Regions from separate parts of the Mus musculus genome. Here region 1 is linked to region 2. Evidence: chromatin contacts called from public Hi-C data. All regions are on one chromosome and are shown on one strand. The core of a region is the stretch at or near the end of the contact, and the rest is flanking DNA. Distances in the headings are between cores, read along the strand shown. Region 1 holds the start of Klhl5 (kelch-like 5). Region 2 overlaps Tmem156 (transmembrane protein 156).

The links. Hi-C and Micro-C count contacts between places; a contact is called where the count stands out from the background.
Region 1: a contact with region 2 is called in a Hi-C map of olfactory sensory neurons, with 2.6 times the contacts expected there. The contact joins the promoter of Klhl5 here to the enhancer-like site in region 2. A contact is called at or near these places in 2 of 39 promoter capture datasets (the C10 cell line and macrophages), 1 of 15 datasets of contacts at CTCF or cohesin (pro-B cells), 30 of 484 Hi-C or Micro-C datasets (8-cell embryo, the Ba/F3 cell line, the C10 cell line and 23 more), 6 of 115 datasets of contacts at active chromatin or transcription factors (CD8 T cells, acute myeloid leukemia, bone marrow-derived dendritic cells and 1 more) and 3 of 9 other capture datasets (adipose tissue, liver and macrophages).

The regions. Positions count from the first base shown.
Region 1 is chr5:65,129,927-65,135,555 of GRCm38.p6, reverse strand. Klhl5 (kelch-like 5) reads right to left here and starts at 4,325. Exons shown (of 11, transcript NM_175174.4): 1 at 3,780-4,325. The coding sequence starts at 4,159. LOC115490189 (a long non-coding RNA gene) reads right to left here and starts at 3,773. Exons shown (of 2, transcript XR_003955931.1): 1 at 2,586-3,773; 2 at 1-1,243.
Region 2 is chr5:65,067,137-65,073,175 of GRCm38.p6, reverse strand. It overlaps Tmem156 (transmembrane protein 156), which reads left to right. Exons shown (of 6, transcript NM_001370814.1): 5 at 851-934. Among named protein-coding and RNA genes, the nearest start is that of Tmem156, 21 kb to the left of the region's middle. Within about 2 kb of position 2,250, at least 9 of the 459 cell types and tissues checked have an H3K27ac peak or open chromatin away from gene starts, as enhancers often do. A contact at or near this core is called in olfactory sensory neurons, where this site is marked.

The DNA.
Region 1 (5,629 bases), core at 3,076-5,575, 60 kb before region 2:
CATTCCTAAAGTTAAGTGACCAAATTATTTGGTAACAAGTCAATGTGGGGTGTGTGTGTGTGTGTGTGTGTATGTGTGTATGTGTGTATGTGTGTGTGTGTATATGTATATATATTATATAATAAATCTGAGAGAGAACAAGGAGTAGTATATAGGAAAGTTAGGAAAGAGAAAAGGGAAGGGACAATGTAATTAAAATAGCAAGATAAGTAAATAAATAAACATACATTTAAAAAGATAATATCTTTAGAGAGGAGATGGATAGGGAGGCAGAAGGAGTCTAGGATATCCAGAGGTGAAACACAGAATTTGAAAGTGATTCAGTTATAGGGGTTCTAGCACCCTCTTCTGTCCTTTAAGGACACCAGTAACACACATGATACACATACAGAGGTGCAGGCAAACACTCATCACAGAAAATAAAATTAAATACTGTGTAAAATGTGACTTTAGAAATAGTACTGTGGATACTAAACAAGTTACCATGCTGAAGGCTTAGCGCTGTGTAAAGAGTAAAGTTCCTCTGGGAACTTTAGTTATATATTTTTTTCTTTTTTGGAAGAGCTTAAATTGCAATGATATTTTGTGTAAAAATGACTTTAAAAGTTCAAATATCCACCAGGTGTCGGCACACGCCTTTAATCCCAGTACTCAAGGCAGAAGCAAGTGGATTTCTAGTCTAGGACAGCCAGGGCTACACAGAGGAACTCTGTCTCAAAAAACCACCATCAACAACAATACTAGTAATAATAATAATGATAATAATGATTTCTTTACTTAATAGGTGTGTCAAAAATTACCTAATTCTACAGTGAGTCAGTTGAATAATATGTAAATCATTTATACCTTGATTACATGGTAGTAGCTATGGACACCTACCTTGATGGCCCTGGTAGGAACTAGCCTAATTAGATAGATGTTAGAAATCTATCTCATAGAAGACATGAAAATTCTGTCACTTAAAGTCTGAAATTGCTCACGTTATATCAAAACAAAACAAAGTTTATATTTTAGTACCAAAGTTGACCCACAGAGGAAGTACAGCTAGGCTATAGAGTCAAGCTAAAAGCTGAGAGATGTTTCCATGGTTCAGCGAAGTGGCAGTGAACGCGGTCAGAGGCCAATGCTTGGGCAGGCCTTTCAGCTAGATAACAGCTGACAATACAGTCCTTCAGCTGCCCACATCCATGATGGCTGTTAGCATTCTGATGATGCAAAACCACTCGGCTGTCCTTCTCCTAACCTAAAAAACCAAAAGTTCTGTTTAAGTTCTGATATCTGTCTTGATGACTGCTCCTAAGAAGAAATCAGTATGTTATACGTGCATCTTCACTGTATCTTTAATATATTCAGATATTAATTTATAACATGCTTAGGTTTCTAGCTCATCATTTGCAAATATATATAAAAAGAATTGTTCCAAGTTATGTATACAAATCTGATAAATGTCACTGTAACTTCTTTGACAACAGTATTTGTTTGTTTGTTTGTTTGTTTGGGGTTTTTTGTTTTTTGTTTTTTCAAGACAGGGTTTCTCTGTATAGCCCTGGCTGTCCTGGAACTCACTTTGTAGACCAGGCTGGCCTCGAACTCAGAAATCCACCTGCCTCTGCTTCTCAAGTGCTGGGATTTGACAACAGTATTAATGGGCTTCAATTTGCTTATAGTAAAAGGACACTCACTTAGGAACTTTGGCTGTTTAAAATGCTGAGGGTGACAAATTTCTCCCTGTGACAAAGGTTAAAGTGTCAGCCAGAGGATTGACAGAGGCATAAAGATTGGATACATTCAACATAGGATGACATGGAGATGTGAGGGACAAGCACACACTAAACTATAGATCTTTTTTTTTTTTGCAATAATATTGAAATGTTAAACCATCAAGAATAAGCTCTTGAATGGCCCCTCCTATCTACAAATCAGAGATTTACTTATATTATGTTTTACTGTACACATAGTTTTTTTTTTTAATTAGGTCTCTGAGGATGTGACATGTCTACTCCCATCGTTCACCATGTCCTTGATGAGCATTTTAATTTTATATTCCTATAAGTAAAAATATCAATGCAAGATTCTTGAGGACTATACAATAACTATCTCTGAGTCAGAACAAAAATATTTTCTCTCATTACTAACACCTCACCAAAATATTTCAGTGTACACGCAAAAGAGGGTTAAAATTTAATATTCATTGGTTATGTTAACTATCTATGATATAAGGAAGTATGTGTAAATTTTCTCTATATTAGACATGTGCATAAATGTTATTATCACATAATTGGGTAGTAGATAGATGTTAATAGTTTTATGACCTAAGCTGGTAAAGAAGTGAATGTTTTGTTTTTTAACACTATTTAAATATTCTTAATATATTGATTTTTCAAATGGAAAAATTTATTTTCACACAGAAATTGGTAAAAAAAAATTAAAAATTAGTTTTCTTTATGGCAAAAGTCCCAATATATAATAGGATCATGTTTGTTGAGTTAATCTCAATATTAAAATTATTCATGGCTCCTTTTCCCTTACAATAAAGGCAAGTCATGAAGTAATAACATTTTTTTTAAATTAAATATGCTATTTACCTAAGTAAAGATTCTCCCCTCTCTCAGTTATACAGGCTACAGATGACAGTCTATGTTTCTATCCTCCCACAGGTCAGAATTCCATGTTCTGAAGGTTAGAGGAAGAGAAAGGGCGAGGATTTCCAAGCATGAGACACTTGAATCTATGAGTCCATTCGACCCGAATTCTTCAGGATGCCTACCTACACTTACAATAGCCAACCTAGAGATTATAATAATCAAAACCTGCAAACTAATTTCAAAGAGCAAAAAGTAATTGAATGTCAAATGAGTAGGTGTTTGTGTCTTTAAGTATTTAGAAATATTCTACAATGAAGATGTATCAGAAAGTCGACTTTAACTTGTTACACAGCATGGAAAGCGGACCAAGAAAATCCATCCTAAAGATAAGAAGGTGCCAGGAAGGAGGAACAAAATCATCATGAAATTATCAATTCTTTGCTTTATTGCATTCCTTCCAACTCATTTTCCTTATCATCTTTTTGACTGGCTGACCACATCTAGCACTCCCGACACCATGTTCTCTTAAACTTTACTAAAAGATTATCTTTCTTTTCCTTAAACAGCGTGAATTTCAGTGGAAAGTGGGGGTAACAGGAATCGGTGGTGCTATCCTTGAGAGAGACACATACATTACTTAGTATTCTCTGTCTTAGTCTGCAGAGCTGCAACATCCACAGGACAAAGACATAACCACAGAAAAACAGTATTGACAACTAAAATGGTGTCAAAAATTGGGAACTACAGTGTATCTCTTTTTATAGAACCTTTCATTTTTATCAAATTAAAACGACTCCACAATCTATTATAACCCAAAATACCACAAGGATTTATACTGTAGAAATGTCTCATAGTTTTAGTGTAAATACAGAAGCCGGATGAATACAGCCAGGCAACACCGTATAAAACTGCTGCTACATACTATTTTCAAGGCAGTGTCAGATCTATACATGAAATGCAAGGTATTTCAAAATGAAAGCTATTTGGTGCCTTTAAATTTCACAGAATTAACGAGACATTTCCCAAATCCTAGCAAACCTACGTATCCATACCAAGATGCCATTCATGTAGGCAGTTCACGGGAAGCAGATGTACGGACAACCACAGAGATAAGCTAGTAAATAGTCAGTTATTCTCCACTAGCATAGAGCACACACCCCGCACCCCGTCTCTGACAGTAAGAGAATAATCAACCTGCTCGAGCTGGAATCAGATTCATTTTCCTCTTCACTAGTGCCATCGTCCACTTCTGGTCTCTCCAGCCAGTGTGCACCAGCACAGCCTTCTGCTGTAAACTCAAATGCAGGGACATCTGAGGTGGATGCCATTGGCCAAGAAGGTGAATTCTGGAAATCCAGTTGGCTGGACCTTCGGTAACCAATGGAAGCCAAAGGCAATTGTAGGTTACACGGATCTAAAAACTTTCTCCCACCGTTTGCTCCGGTCTGTCCTCGGTTCCAAAATTCTCCCTGCTGGCTGTCAACGGAAGAGTTAGACGATGCTTGATGGCCAAACCACCTCCACCTGATTTTCAAAATCTGTTTCACGTCAAACTCTTTGCGAGAACCAGACATCCTCAGAGAAACCGAGTGATCGTCTAGGCAACGGGCAAAAAACACGGCGCACAGATTTGTGTATCCAACCAAGACAAGAGAAGTATATTCCCTGCTGTACCCAAAAAATAGCTTTAAAAGAAAACAAATCGTTCAAATATATATCTCCATTTACTTTCATCCCAATATATCAGACTATGAAGAACAAAGGGTAATGAATAAAGATGAACGCGGTGGAACACTCCGCTCGATCGGAGCAAACTCTGATCCACCTATCCTGAAGCAGCCCCAGCACTTTCCCTGCTCCCCTTCCCATCCAGACCCTGGACTCGCACAAACACTGACAGCATTCATTAAAGTCCTTTCAAATGCAGAACACCACCCCCTTCTCTGAACCACAAATGACAGAGACTGAGAGCACTATCCCCGCTGCAGAATCAAATCGCAGCCTTTATTGCTCGGTGCATTAACTCTTTTATGGCTGAAACAAGAGCCGTTAACGCAGAGCATTTTCCTTTGTACTTAAAAACCACTTTTCCACCAGCAGTGGTTCCTGCTTTTAAACCAAGTTCTTAGGTGAGTTCTTAGTTCATATCACAGAACACATTTTCTAAAAAGCATTTTAAATGAGATTTGAGGATTCTTGAGCTGTGTTGGGTGGGGATGAGGAGGAGGGTCTAAGCTGGGGCTCTGGACTGGTGGCCACTATCCTCCTGTCTCCTCCCTCTCCTCCCAGGATGCACAGTGACATCCTTGGTTAAGAGTTCATTTGAACAAGGGATAATGAGAAAAACTAGACGAAAAAGTTTGAAAACTACAATGGACCAAAATATGTCAGTACTAACTCTTTAAAAGGGATACCCTGACACCAATATCACTCACTCTAATTCAAACAGGGCTGCTTCCTCCAGTTTGACACCTAGATTTCCTATTGGAGAGGGATGGTGGGGCTCAAGGCTTAAGATTCCTTAGCTGCAGAGAGCACTGGACTGTGGCCTCTGTGGCCAACAAGACAGAGCAGTGCTGTGGACATGCTCACTGCAAATTGATAAGGAGAAAAAAATTAAAATTTAAAATACTAAAGAGTTACTTTGAGTATTCTAGTAGGCGTGGTGGAAGACAGGAATATACACATACTGATGTCTAACCTCCAGAATGAATAAATACAGTCACTGAAGTGAATAAAAGCACTGATTAGTCAAAATATAAAATATTATAATAGTGTAATATTAAGAATTTGTGATTTTAAAGTGCAGAACAGAATTTAGATGTTCAGTACTGAACCCCCTGTCAAATAATTTCACATAAAGCTGTTTTGACATTGGCTGAAAAGTCTGTTTTGGAGACTTTTGGCACAAAAATACCATGAGGCCTGTAGCTTAACCTCATGTGGCCCCTAGAACTAAAAACTGTTCAGAAAAAACAGAATAAGAAGCATGAAAAGCCGCGCAGAGCTCTGTACTGGCACTGTGGGGGACCTCCAATCAGCTC
Region 2 (6,039 bases), core at 1,001-3,500:
TTTCATAGTTCTATGTTTCTTGAACTCTTTTTCTATGTGAATACAATTAAGAAAGAAAGATACAAGGTAGAAAAATGCCTAGAAAGACATGGGTAGTGGGACATTACCCATTACGGTACCCATTACATTACCCAGTACATTAAATTCTTTCAAATACCTATCCAGATGACAAATTTGATGGCTTTCAAAGGTTTTTCTTACAAGTCTAAGCATATAAAGTCATGGAAAAAAAATCACAATACTCATGCCATTACACATTAATCTGAAATGTTTCCTAGATACTCTACATATCATATCAACGTAGATAAAAGTAGTATTTTATAAATAAGGGTTGATACTTTTCATGAGCAGACGGGCCATAATGATATTTATGGTAGTGGAGAAACCATCACTTTAGAAAGAGTCTGTGGGTTTTTGTTGTCGTTATTGTTTTGTGGTTTGTTTGTTTGTTTGTTTGAGACAGGGACTCAGTACGTAGCTCTGGCTGGCCTGGAACTCACAGAGATATATCTGCCTCTTCCTCCCGGGGCTGTGCTAAGGTTAAAGACTTGCAACCAACAGGCCCTCGTGTTTGTTAATGAGAGAGGACTTAATGGTAAAAGTCCTTCAGTGTCTTGTTGCTCCAGACCCCTTTTGGAACTCCTTGATAACCCTTTAAACCAGAACCAAGAAGACAGCAAGAATGTGATTTTGTAAGGGAGGGGCACTGGGGTCTTACTATGTAGTCCAGGCTGACTTCAATCAGTATCCTCCTGCCTCAGCCTCCCAAGTGCTGGGATTAGAGGCATGGACCACCACAGCTAATGTGCTTGTTTGTCATCTAAATGTTTAATTTCTTTTCTTGGAACAGGTCATAAGTACAAATCTACATCTGGTCTCTTAAGAGGAGGTGGCTCTGTGAAGCTGAGCACTTTGAGCATGAGGGTTATTCCAGGTGAGTCTGCGGCAGCCTACGGCTAGGACAGGAGATTCCCAAAGCTGCTGTATCAGTTCAGAGCAAGCTCAAGATCGGAGTTCATTTTCAGTAGCCTTGGGACTGGAATAAAGGAACTGTGGGCAAATAGAATCCAGCTTAGTATTTCTCATTATCAGGGGACAGTCATGATCAAAGCCACCTCCCTAAATAATGGAAAGTTTGCCTAATTGGCAAGAAGAAACTCCTGTGAGTAGGCAGGGGAGAGAAAGCCATAGGGAACACGCCTGGGGTTTATTTTTAAATGAGACAAGATACCATTATTTCTCAGAATTGCATGAAGTAATTGTAGAGTGGGCAGAGCCTCTGCCGGAGCCTTCACTTCACGGGGTGTCTTTGTATAAAGAGAACTCCTAATAGCCTCAATTAAAAAGCCCCCTGTCCTCTCCGGAGAAACCGGGAGGGACTAAGGGGATCCTAATTAGAGCAGCTAAGAAGGCCGTGGGCACAGATGCTCTGGCTCCAGTCTCATCTCTTTCTGACTGTGTGGCCTCCTGAATTCCTGCTGTCAAGTCACATTATAAAGAGAGACTATGATATGGACAGGGGGATGTCCTTTTCCTTCACAGAAAAGAAATGATTTTTAAAAAACTGGAAATCCAATCTAGGGCCTGGAGCATATTAGGCAAGCACTCTACACAGCTGAGGCTGTGTCCATCCCCTCTTTCTAAATTTTGAGACAAGATCCCATTAAATTGCTAATTTATAGCTGAGATGGTCCTCATACCTGTGATCCTCCTGCCTCAGCCTCCTGAGTACCTGGGCTTAAAGGTTTGTTACACGGTCTGGCTTTTGTTTAGTTTCCATTTTAATCTCTTCCAGTCTCTCTTTCTCCCTCTCCCCCTCCCCCTCCTCTGTGTGTGTGTGTGTGTGTGTGTGTGTGTGTGTGTGTGTGGAGAGAGAGAGAGAGAGAGAGAGAGAGAGAGAGAGAGAGAGAGAGAGAGAAGGACTTACTACATAGCCCAGGCTGGCCCTCAAGAATTATAGTTCTCCTGCCTCAGGCCCCCGAGTAGTAGGATTATGCTTATATGCCTGTCAAGAAGGAATATTTTGAACTCTTTAAAAAGTCACAGAATTGAGTGATGTTTACTGATATTCTTTGTCTCCAGTGGGTGGACAGCTCCTTTGCACTTGTGAGAAGATACAAAAGGAGGCTTCAGGTCTGCTGTGTAAACTCTTTTTTTAAAAAAAACGACAGGAAACTGGACAACGCCCTGTCTTCTACTGCAGGGCAACAGCAGCCACCTAGAGACCCAGCCAGCCTTTCCCGGGGGGATCATGTGCCTAACGCTTTTGTTAGCTACTGAAACAAGCAGTCACCCAGACCCTTAGTCTGGGAAAAATTAGACTGTGTGCGCCTAAAGACCTAATTTTAAATAATCCAGACTTCCTAGTTGGTATTAGCAAGTTATTAAGCCATGTATGGTTACTTAGCATTAGTTAAACAATATTTAGTGTCGGCTACATATGGATCAAGTTAATAGAAATTTTGTGTGGTTCATGAAAATTTTGTTTAATTAATAACATATTTAAAAAACAACCCATAGTATGGTTTTAAGGAGAAAAACCGATTCCTAAAGGGAGGTAATGATGATTTGTCCGTCTGTCTATCTGTCGGTTCGCTTATCTAGTATACCTGCTCTACCCCAGGAATGGTTTAACCCAACTCTGCCGAGTTTTGTAGTTACCTAAGGAAGCTTGGCCATTTCTGTTTCCTGGCCATAATTTTGAGCACAGCAGTCTTGTCTGAGAACAAGTCAGTTGTTCCCTTGTCACCTCATATAATTGGAGAAGTCACAAATTTTAAGTCCCGGCTAGCCACAAGATGAGCCTCACAAGTTATATTTATGAGCCCGTGGCTTTCCTGCATCCAAAAAAGCCTGTCTCAGGTCTGCCTTCCCTCAATGGTTCTCAATAAAAGGCCCCTGGCTTTACTACCAGGCATATCGTTTTAATGTTCGGTGCAGAGCCAGGGTGATGACCTTTTAAAAAAGACCAGCAATCCTTTTAAGGCTTAACATCTTCAAAAGGAGAGAGGTGGATTCCTTTTTATTTATATTCCTTTAACCTAACCGCACCACCTCACCGCTACCACCATTCTAAGTTGCTCTTTCTGAGAGAAATGGAAAGAAAATCACGTCTCCCCTGAGCGCTGTTTTTAAGGCTGCTCTTTGTAATGATGGATTACAGGCAGCAGGGAGAGGTAAGGGAGAAAAGCCTGCCGGTCTGAATCTCTGGTAATGCGGCAGCATGAGGTAAAGAAAGGGAATGGAAAAAGCAAATGCCTGTGCGCCGCATTCAACAGTCAGGTGTGGGTGCCAGCCACGCACTCCAGAGTGACTCTGTGGCTCATGAACGACAATACTAGTATTGTCACACGGGCGCCCACTGCGTAGGGAGACTCATCCATCCTCAAAATGTCCACCCTCCAAAAAAAGAAACAAGGAGAGCTCACCGGATCCTTCCTGAGCCTGATACATGTTAGAGCCGCGTGGAGGAAGTGGGCCCTGATATTCTCCTCCATGCCCGAGAAACAGGGCGGATCATGTTGTCTTCTTGGTATTAATTTTCTTACTTTCTTATTCACTCAGTTATCATCGTCACCTGAGTGATGACTTCCTTTTACCCATCCTTGTGTTCCTCATGGTAGCATAGCTTTTGGTAGGCCAGCACAGCCCTAGGGAGAGAGAGGCATAGGAAAGCGGAGGTGAGCAAGACAGGAATCCTGCCTGGTGTAATAGCCCACACCTTTAACCTCAGCACTCGGGAGGCAGAGACGAGCTGATCGCAGTGAGTCTGAGGCCAGACTGGTCTACATAGTGAGTTCCAGGAAAGTCGGGGCTACATAGTAAGATCCAGTCTCAATAAATAAATAAATAAATAAATAAATAAATAAATAAATAAATAAAATAAAATATAAACTTTAAAATTAAAATCTTATTCTTAAGAATGGGAAAGGTGAAAACGAACATGCAGAGTAGCAAGGACTCTGAATCACTGCGCCATCTCTCCAGCCACTGCCTTCCGTGTTCTTGAGATGAACGGGAGACATCCACTTGCGTGCTGGGCAGCCTTTGTGGAATCCTGCATCAGGTCTCTGATATCAGTGTTTCCACTCGCTCCAGCTGTTGAGCGGGAGAAGGTGTCATTCCAATATCTTGCCCAATGGTGAAACCGTCCCAACCCAAAGCTCTCCGTCTTTAACTCTCTGTACTGAACACTGCAGCACTACCTGCCAAGGATCCCAGCAAACACGGGTGCCTCAGGCACGGCGCCTCCTGCACAGGGCCCCAGCAGGTACAGAGAATCTGCTCCGGGTTGTCTTAGGATAAGGGAAACCCTTGTTGAATCAAGTCCTGGTCTCTGTGCTGTTCTTTGACACACATCAACTTACTTAATTACTTTAATTTTTCTGCTAGCGAGAAAATGGAATCTAAGAGAGTTTAAGTAACTGGTTTACTGGTCAAAGCCGCTGAAGGCACACAAAGCGAAGACAATGGGATTTTGTGATACTTGGTTGAAGTTACTGATTTATAGGTAGTTTCTAGAGTCAGGGTTCATTCAATCAATTCTGCCCAAACAGTGTAGTCTGAAGACAGTTTTCAACGGGAACGAGGACCTGGGGATCAGGCTGGCTCATATCAAAACTCTTCTTGCTTTTTACATCTAACCCTGGAAATGGAGATGAAACCTGCTCCCTCTAAAAAGCTGTAGCAGCTTCTGCGACCCAATGAGTTCTCAGAAGAGACAGGTTAGCACTGGTTGAGAGCATTTTCTTTCCTGCAGTTAACGTGGGCGGGTCCTAAGGTAATGCAGAGAAGAGAAAATTGACTTTTATTGTGAAAGAGGCTTAGCGAATGTCAAAAGTAGGCGGATGGCCCAATTCATAGTATCCCCAAATAAAACTAATGGCAATGTAAAGTTATAGCTGCCAGCATGTTTATGACCAGGCTAATAAAGACTATGCAGGTTTCAATTTCCCGCAGAAGAGAAGATAAATGACTGGTGCCAGATGTTTTGCAACTAAGCAAGATAACATGAAATCCTAATTTTTACTTGCTTAACTATTACCCATAATATTGATGACTCTTAAAATGCAGGTTGGGTTCATAAAACAGGGAAGGTTATAGCTATCTGCTTGGTTATAGACTAGCTGAAAATGCAAAGGATGGCTCTTTCTTGGCAGGAAGGAATTCATAAGTGTGAAGAGTCCACAGCTGGAATAGAATGATTTATTCTAGGCATTCACTGAATGTCTTTATGTGACAGCTATTTATACTAGCTCTGAAAGAAAGGGATGGCAAAAATATGCTTCGAACATGTCCTCCATCTTTGCTCAGATGGTCCCTGCCTAAACCCTTTGCCTCCATTGCTACCCACTGTGTGCATCCCCTTTCTCTCTAACCCTGACTTTGTCTTATGATCTGGGCTTAACCAACACTTTCCAAGACAAATTAAGTCAGTCGATTGTTTGCAAGTAGGAGGACCTGAATTCAAGAATAGCCAGAGACAGGTAGATCTCGGGCTCACTGGTCAGGGAGCCTAGCTTACTTGGGTGAGCCCCAAGGCCAGTGAGAGACCCCATTTCAAAACAGCAGCACAAGGAGGACAGGACCTGAGAAGAAATGGCACCTCTGGTTTCTACATGTGTACATACATGTTCACTTGTGCATGCACATCCATGCACCTACACACATACACAAGCACTCACCCCAAACTCATTTCATGTAGAATATGAACATATTTACATGTACCATATATGTGTGTGTGTGTGTGTGTGTGTGTGTGTGTGTGTGTATGTATGTATGTATGCATGTATGTAGGTATGTATATACTGAACAAGTAGTAGTTTGGAGACAAGAACATAAAATAGTTGGTGGGGAAAACAGGCTTTCCAAACATGAGGTGTAGATATTTTCCCCTGTGGGAGACAAACTGATCTTGGACAGAAAACCCACAAGCAGTAAAGTGATGTGAAACCCCCTGGCAGGTTACACGGCGAGAACACAAAATTACCTTGGAAGGATGAAATGAGGTTAGAGCCCAGATGTCCTAGATGCAAAAGA